Linked DNA regions of Ovis aries: region 1 is linked to region 2. Evidence: chromatin contacts called from public Hi-C data. All regions are on one chromosome and are shown on one strand. The core of a region is the stretch at or near the end of the contact, and the rest is flanking DNA. Distances in the headings are between cores, read along the strand shown.

Region 1 (3,993 bases), core at 180-2,679, 150 kb before region 2:
GAGCATCCACTGCGGGCCAGGCTGTCCTCAAACTTAACCCGCAGGCCCCCTCGCCCAGCCCCACCCACACACACACACAAAGGCAGGGCACCTACTGTGCCAGGTGCCACGGGCACCCAAACACGAGCCACACCCGGCTCCGGCCCACAGAGTTTTACAAGCCAGCGGAAGAGGGACACACACCCACACACCCAAGGGAGGGGCTGAACGGTGAGCACCTACATTGTTCTGGGTGCTGTGGTCTGCACTCGTCACTCCACACGTGACTCTCTGGGGCCTCCTGAAATGGCGAGGAGGCCACCTTCTCATTTTATAGATGAGGATCTGAGACTTGGCAGCCCAGGGTCACCCAGTTGGCGGGTGGCACCACCAGGATTTGAACCCACTCAGTCCAAGCCTCAACTTGAACAGAGTGGGGTGAGGTGCAAGTTAGTCGCTCAGTCATTTCCGACTCCTTGCGACCCTGTGGACTATAGCCCGGCAGGCTTCTGTGTCCATGTGATTCTCCAGGCAAGAATACTGGAATAGGTTGCTATTCCCTTCTCCAAGGGATCTTCCTGACCCAGGACTCAAACCCAGCTGTCCTGCATTGTAGGTGGATTCTTTACTGTGTGAGCTACCAGGGTGAGGCAATGGAGGGATGTAAATCACCCTTTGGAGGGGTCTCAGGAATCAGAAGGCAGGATAGGGTGGGGTAGGGGACGTGGCCCCCAGTATCTCTTGCAGCTGGGAATCACAGCTGCTCAATGCTGACGGCTCCCAGCCTCAGCCTTGAGTGTCATGCAGTCTCCCAGCAACCCCCACCCCCAGCCCCTCAGGTTGGCTCTCTTGGCAGGAAGTGGAGGTCTTCACCAGAACTGCAGCCGCTTCTGTGAGACAGAGAAATGAAGGGTCTCTAAGTGGGAAAGGAGATCGCTCCTCAAGGGCTCCAGTTTCCGAGCTGTTCCTCTCCAGACCCCACTTTCCCCAGTGACAGCAAAGATGTGGCCTGGATGAAGACTGGAATCCCTTTTCACTCCAGCTGGGAGCACCTCTATGCGTCTGCGTGAATTTAACAATTTCCTGAAACTAGGTATAGCAAGGGCCCTGTCTTGAAGGGCAGCCTCCTCCTCACTGCCCTCAGGCATGGCTGGCCTCAGATTCTGAAGCATTTTGACGCCTGGGCTCTCCTTTGAGCTCACGGCTCTGAGAAGCAGACTGCCCAGTGGGGTGATGTGTTTCCCACTCAGGCCCTTGGCTGGGGCTTTGGCAGAGGGAGAAGGCCTGCTGGAGGCCTGATGAGGACATAGTGAGGCCCTTTATAGCTCAGCTTCTCCCAGAGACACAGAGCAAAGTCCAGTCACACCTGAGGGAGAAAGCACTGCCAACAACTTCATTCAGGAACCTGGGTGAGGTCAGCTGTCTGCCTTCAGTTCAGTCCCGCCCAGACGTCCCAGAGCAGCAGGGTGACAGAGCTCCCGACGTTCCCTTATGTTCTGGGAGCGCCCAGCCAAGCAGGGAGCTGTGCACCTGAGGGGCTTCCTGTTAGGTTGCTTGCTCTGCTCTGCCTGGGGCTGGGCACAGTCTCAAAGGGTGGCATTAAGGTCCCAGCCACAGGGCCCCAGGCTAGCCCCTGAGGATGTATACTTTGTCTCATGGTCCCTACGCAGACCCCTCATGGTTCTAGCTGTGGTCAGAGTGGGGGAAATAGGCCCTGCTCCCTGCTCTCAGCTGACCTACCCCTCAGCCAGTGGGCACTAGGCCAGTCCCAGCAGCTGGGCAGCCAGGAGTACCCCACGCCCTTGTCCCTTTCTCTATCCATCCATCCATCTGGCCTTGGTCTGAGAGTTGTCAAGATGCAGAGGAGCAGCACCGTCCCAGCCTGGCTGTGAAACTCCGAAACCAACCTTCTCCTTAGAGGAGAATTCCGTCAGTGCTCCAGGCACAGAGGTGTGGAGGCAAAGAAATGTGCCTGGAGAATGCTGGGAGACAACACAGGCAGCAGGCACCTCTGAGTGCCCTCCGTAAGCCAGGTGACTTCTTCACAACGGCCTTGGTGCACCTGCTACCAGCCTTGTTTACAGGTGTGGAAACTGAGGCCCCAGGAGGTGCCATAACCGGCCAAGGGCACATGCTCACCAGTGCTGGGGCTGGCATCAGTGCCAGGCCACACTCTCGAGGGGAGCTCGTCTCCATACTCCAGACAGGCGCCCCACCTTCTCGGAGCCTCAGTCTCCCTATCTGTAACCATGACAGTTCTCGTGGGCTGTGAATCCCTAGAAGTGCTTACCCACAAGCTGGTGAGTCACAAACGAAAGACCTTCATCCCCTGAAGACTCACACAGTCCTACTGAGGGAGGGAGTGCTGCTGTCCCGCCGATAAGCACAGAGGGGCCACCCTAGTCATAAAGGGGCAGCTCTGCCCCAGGGTGTAGCCACTCATAAAAGCTTAAGAAGCACTTTAACAGAGAGAGGAGTAATGGGACCCTAGGGGTGGGGCACTTCCTCCCTCCCAGCTCCTAAAAGGCTTTTAATTCAAGGCCAGGTGGGCCTTCCTGTCCCACTCCTCAGCACCTCCAATCCCAGCCAAGCCAAACCAACTGTGCCCTCATCATCTAACCACCCCCCCAAACCCCAGTCAACACCTGTGTCCCGGGTCTTGTCACCTGTGTCCCGGGTCTTGTCCCAGTCAGTGCTCCTCACGGGGGATGGAACCCTATGCATGGGGATAAACCACCCACCCCGAGTTGCCCTGGGGCCCAGCCTGCCCCAGCTGTGGTGCTCCAGGACACCGCCTAGTCCAGGGCTCACCTCCTGTGGCCTCTGGATGAGCAGTAACACCTCATCAAGCCTGGGCTCTGGGCCAGGGCTTCCAAATTCCAAGGGATGGACTGCCGCCTCTGGGAAGCCCTCTCCGACCTCTCCCTCCTGTGTGCCTAGAGCCTCAAATGCAGCCTCGCTCTTGGCCTGAGCAGGGGTCTGTGTGGTTGGTCAGTGTCCCTGGCTGGCCTTGACTCTCAAGGAGGAATGGGTGGGTCTTAGTCCCCTCTGCGTCTGCCCCAAGTCTGCGGGTATCGTCCAGGGTGCTCTTGGAACACCCTGCAAGGGAAGGAGGAAGGAAACAGAATATATGCCAAGTGTGGGCATACTGCCGTCACCCTACCCCTTACTGGAATCCTTCCCAGTAGCTGGGGCTGATGGCCTCAGGCCTGAAAGCTGCTGGCCAAGGTCTAGGGTCTCAGGTCTCATCCTGAGACAGCAGCCCAGCAGGTGAGCCTGTCACCATGCCTGAGGCCTCCTTGTCTCCACCTAGCTCTCAGGGTCTCTGGGCTCCAGTGCTTGAGGGTCCCCCAGCACTATTTCATCCAGGGAGCCCCAATGCTCTGGAATTTCACAAACCAATACACTGTTTAATGGGTGTGGGATGGGAATATTACAAGGTTACTACAATTTTATTTTGTCACACACAGACTGGTTAAAAACCCCAAGACCATCTACTGTCACTAGCACAAAAGAAAGTATAATTTGATTCTCAAAAAATAGAGTATTTTAAAAATCAAATCAGAACATTTTAAAATACATTTACATTGTAAGAAATTTTCTTGTTTCTTTCATAATAGACCAGTGAAAACTCAGTCCTGAGAGTGGCCTGTGGGAACCATCAACTGAGTCCAGTGTCCTTGTGCCCCAAAGATGGTGCCGGGGGGGAGGGGTACCAGGTGACTTGCCCAAGGACATACAGCGGTAGGTGGCAGAAGTGGGACCAGAACTAGAGACCTCCGAATTCTAACCTAATGCTTGTCCCATGATCCGAAAGGTTTCCAAGTGAGACAGACCTAACTTTCACCACTGACTAGATATGTGGCCATGAACAAGTCACTGAATGTCCCCAAGCCTCAATCTCCCCATCTGTAAAATGGACTTGTTCATAATTGAGTACCTCAATTACACAGTCCCTCTTTGAACTTTCTGGCAACTCCAGCAGCAGATCAATTTGGAGCAGAAAGAAGCAGC
Region 2 (3,922 bases), core at 913-3,412:
TCCAGATGAAAGAAGGGAGTTCCCTCTGTATGGCTGACCTTATATCCCCATTTTACAGATAAGCAAACTGCAGCTCAGAGAAGCAACGTACTTGATCAGGGCTGGTACAAAGGAGAGACAGGTTTTGATCGTTTGTTTTGTTTGGCCAGGCGGCACATGGGATCTTAGTTCCCCAATCAGGGATCAAACTGGTGCCCCTCCACAGGAATCATGGAGTCTTAACCACTGGACCACCAGGCAATTCCCTAGAGATGGATTTTAAGCTCAGCTATCTGCAGCTAACGCCTAGGATTCTTCACAAGGACTCAAACTGCCTCCCGTTTATCTGATGCCATCTCTCAGCAGAAGAAAAAGAGAAGGGAGAAGTCCCCAGAGAGAGGGAAGCATGGAAGTCAACTTTAGAAGCTTGCTGTGCCAGCCATTCCAGGTTATGCCAGCTGCAACCTTCCATTTATAACATTCATTAATAAACCTGTTCAACAGATGGCAAAACTGAGGCCTGGAAAGGCATGATGGGCTCAAGGTCATCAAGCTAATGGTGGCAGCCAAGACCCTCGTCAGGGCCCCAGCACCTGTAGACAGCCCCAGGTTGGTGAGTTCCACAGAAAAGCCAGGTTATCAGCCCAAGTGAGGCTATGAGAACTGCAGGTAGAGGTTTTTAGGGTTTTAGGATAGATGGGATGAAGGCCTTTCTGGAGGGTACAGAAGAGGGACAAACATCTGCAGGGATTTTTATTCTGGTGGCTTCTATCTCACCTGACTCAAGGTTTTTGCAAGAATTCTGCATGGTTGTAAAAAGCAAGACTTTCTCCTTTTCTCCATTGAGGACCTTCCCCCTCCCTTGCCTGGCTCTGAAAGTCTCCACAGAGGAGTCAGGGTTACTAGCAGAGACTAAAATCCCACTTGCCTACTAACTCAGGGGCCTCAAGTAAACCTGACCAAGTGTCAGATTCCTCATTTGCCCATCTGCAAAATGGGGATAATATTAGCAATTCAGAGCCTCTGTGAAATGACTGAAGACATGAAATATCATCATGAAGTGAAATGGGAGCAGAAAAGGTCATTATGGTGGCTTGTACTGGTCTCATTATTTCGTACAGAATGGTCCTTCCTCACCCTCCAAGATCCTCAAACTCCTGAGGAAGGAGAGGGAGGGGACAGAGCCACAGCATCCTGTTCTTCCTCTGTGCCTTCTCCTCTCATTCCTCCCATCTGTCCCTGCCCATACATCGAGCAAACTGGGATGTACTCGTCAATTCTGGCTGATGACTCAGAGCCATTAGACCTGGAGGCAGAGGAAGGGGTTGGGAGTTTTCCAAGTCCTCTGTGGCCAGAGAATTCTGAGAGGTGAAACCCCTGAATGATGAGGTCTCCTAAAGCCACTTGCCTCAGCCAGTGAACAAGTTTCTTTTTGTTGTTGTTGTTGTTCACATCCACTGTCCCAATTAAACTTCACAGCCCTCCTACAAATTAATCGCCCTCAGCCCCACTTGACAAATAAGAAAACCGAGGCTCAGAGAGCCCAAGCAACGTGCCCAAAGCCGCTAGGTTAATGGGTGGTTTCCAACTGAGGGTCCAAACTGAGATCAGGGGTTCAGGGGTACTAGTTTCAGAATCTGAGGGCTTGGCGCCCAGGAAAGAACCAGATCTGAATCCTGGCTGAAACCATTATGAACTGTGTGACCTGAAGCAAGGTCACTCACCTGAGGCTATATCTCTGTAAATTAGGATGATGGCCTATTCAGTGTTGGACAAGTAAATGAGATAACAGATGCGGACCCTGCCTCCAAGCTGTGCTAGGCTACCACTGGGGCCAAATCAATGTTCACGGGTCATCTTCCTGCTGCCCCCAAGGTTGACACACCCTCCAGGATCTTGCTCATCAAGGATAACCTCAGAGTCCCAATCCAAAGAGCAAGCAAAGCGATTGGCGCCCATTCCAGGTACAGGGGGCCCAGCTGGAAAATGTGAGCACACTGCCCTGGCTCCCGAGTCCCTGCGTGCCGGTGCCTGGCACAGTGCCTGCCCAGAGTGGGTGCTTGGTAAACACTGATGAATGAATGGACGTTGTTTGGATGCCGAGAGGTCGGCGCTGCCGCCCGTTCGCTGTTCCAAGGGACAATGGGACAGCCTCTTTGGACTGGGGGTGCTGTCCCGGAATGTCTGAGGGGTGAGGTCACTAGGCTCGTGTGCACTGCTTACAGGAAGCATGCTAGCTCAAGCACGCCTGATGCCAGCCAGCAGACATTTCCTGGCTGGCAACAGTCCCCTCCCTCCTCCTCTTCCTCCTCCTGCCCACCTCGGGCCTGTGTGCCTGCAACCTGGACTTCTCTCCTTGCCTTGGGTCCCACCCTGGGATGGTCCCCTGGGGTTCTCACTGCCTTCCTCACCTCCTAAGGACCTGGGACCACCGTCCAGAGCAATCAGAGAAGCCAGATGATGCACAAATGCTTTAGAAGAAAAACACCCCCAGCAGTCCCTCTGTGTGATTGGCACAGGGGAAACTGAGGCCCAGAGAGGTTATTGCAGTTTCCCAGGGTTGCACAGCAGTCCAGACTAGGGACTCCCACCAAGACCCAGGGTCAATTCCTGCTTCTCCAGTCTTTGGGTGAAACCCTCCTCTAGGGTCCGTTTTTCCTCTGAAAAATGAGTAACCTTCTGCCCCTTCCAGGCTCTTGACTAGAAGTACATCCCTTCTGTGTGACCTGCCAAAGCCCTTCATCCCTTCTCTCCTGAGCTTTTCTTCAGTGACAGAGACTGGGGTTTTAGCTCAGGAATATTAATAATCCCTCACTTGCATAAACAGTACAGTTTTAAAAATCACTTTTCACAGAAAGTACTTCAATTTTCCCTACATCCTATGTTACAGATGATGGAACTGAGGTCCAGAGGGGCTTGCCCCTGGAGCTGGCCAGTGGCAGAGCTGGAGTTCAAACCTGTGCCTGAGACAGGCTATATGTGGTGCATCCTTCTTGCTCCCTTGGCCAGCCTCAGGGCCAGGCATGAATCAGCTGCCCAGGAAACCTGTTTGTGGGGCCTGACGTACTCATTTAAATGGGGCAGGGGTGTCTCCTGGAGACCAGGCCACTCTTAAGGAATGGGCTGGACCTTCAGATCCACAGCAAACCAGGAGGCACTTCTGTCCACCCATGCAGCCTGGTGGTCACCAGAGCTGGGGAGTAATCCCCTCATTTTCCCCATCTATAAAGTAGATACCCATGTCTTAGGGAAGGTGTGAGGACCCCTGGTGCCAAGTTGCCTCCCTCTACTGGCCCCAAGCAGGGTTCTGCCAGGCTCTGGGGAAGAGACTAGGAGCTGGCCCTGAGTCACTGAGGCAGGCTGGGATCCCCACGCCCCCATTTCGCAGCTTCAGTGCAGCTGACATCAAAGCCAAGCCACTCACCCTGCCCGCCAACCCAAACCTGGCTGGCCAGAGCAGCAGCAGCCAAGCAAAAGGCCAGGCTATTTGCTCTCCGGCACTCCGTGATTGTGGTATAGTGACCGCAGTGGCCGGCAGAGTCAAAGAGGACACTGTTCTTTGAAGCCAGGACTCCCCCAGAGTGGGAGGAGGTGGCTACCCACAGCCTGAACTCAGGCTGGCTCCAGGCCTGGCACAGGCCTCCACGCTTTACACGTGTGACCTCATTTAATCCTTACAACAACCCTGCCAAAGTGGCTTGACTGTCTGCACTGACGAACAAGCAAACCGAAGTGCAGGGAGATGAAATGACTCATCTAAGTTCCTACAATAGTGAGGGGCAAACCAGGTCCATCTGACTCCACTAAGGGTAACAAATGACTCATCACCAAGATCCAGCCATTATCTGTTTCATTGTAAACCCCCACTGAGGGCTGGACTAGATTGACTTGAGCACCTTCTATGTGCCAGGCCAACTGCTTTTGGAATGTCATTTGACCTAAA

Evidence for each region. Hi-C and Micro-C count contacts between places; a contact is called where the count stands out from the background.
Region 1: a contact with region 2 is called in a Hi-C map of mixed tissues, with 2.5 times the contacts expected there. The contact joins two enhancer-like sites. A contact is called at or near these places in 3 of 16 Hi-C or Micro-C datasets (mixed tissues, muscle and tail adipose tissue).

The regions. Positions count from the first base shown.
Region 1 is chr7:13,585,552-13,589,544 of ARS-UI_Ramb_v3.0, reverse strand. The region is part of intron 1 of SMAD6 (SMAD family member 6); the gene reads right to left. Among named protein-coding and RNA genes, the nearest start is that of SMAD6, 75 kb to the right of the region's middle. Within about 2 kb of position 1,429, at least 12 of the 54 cell types and tissues checked have an H3K27ac peak or open chromatin away from gene starts, as enhancers often do.
Region 2 is chr7:13,432,976-13,436,897 of ARS-UI_Ramb_v3.0, reverse strand. No RefSeq gene overlaps it. Among named protein-coding and RNA genes, the nearest start is that of LCTL, 45 kb to the right of the region's middle. Within about 2 kb of position 2,162, at least 17 of the 54 cell types and tissues checked have an H3K27ac peak or open chromatin away from gene starts, as enhancers often do.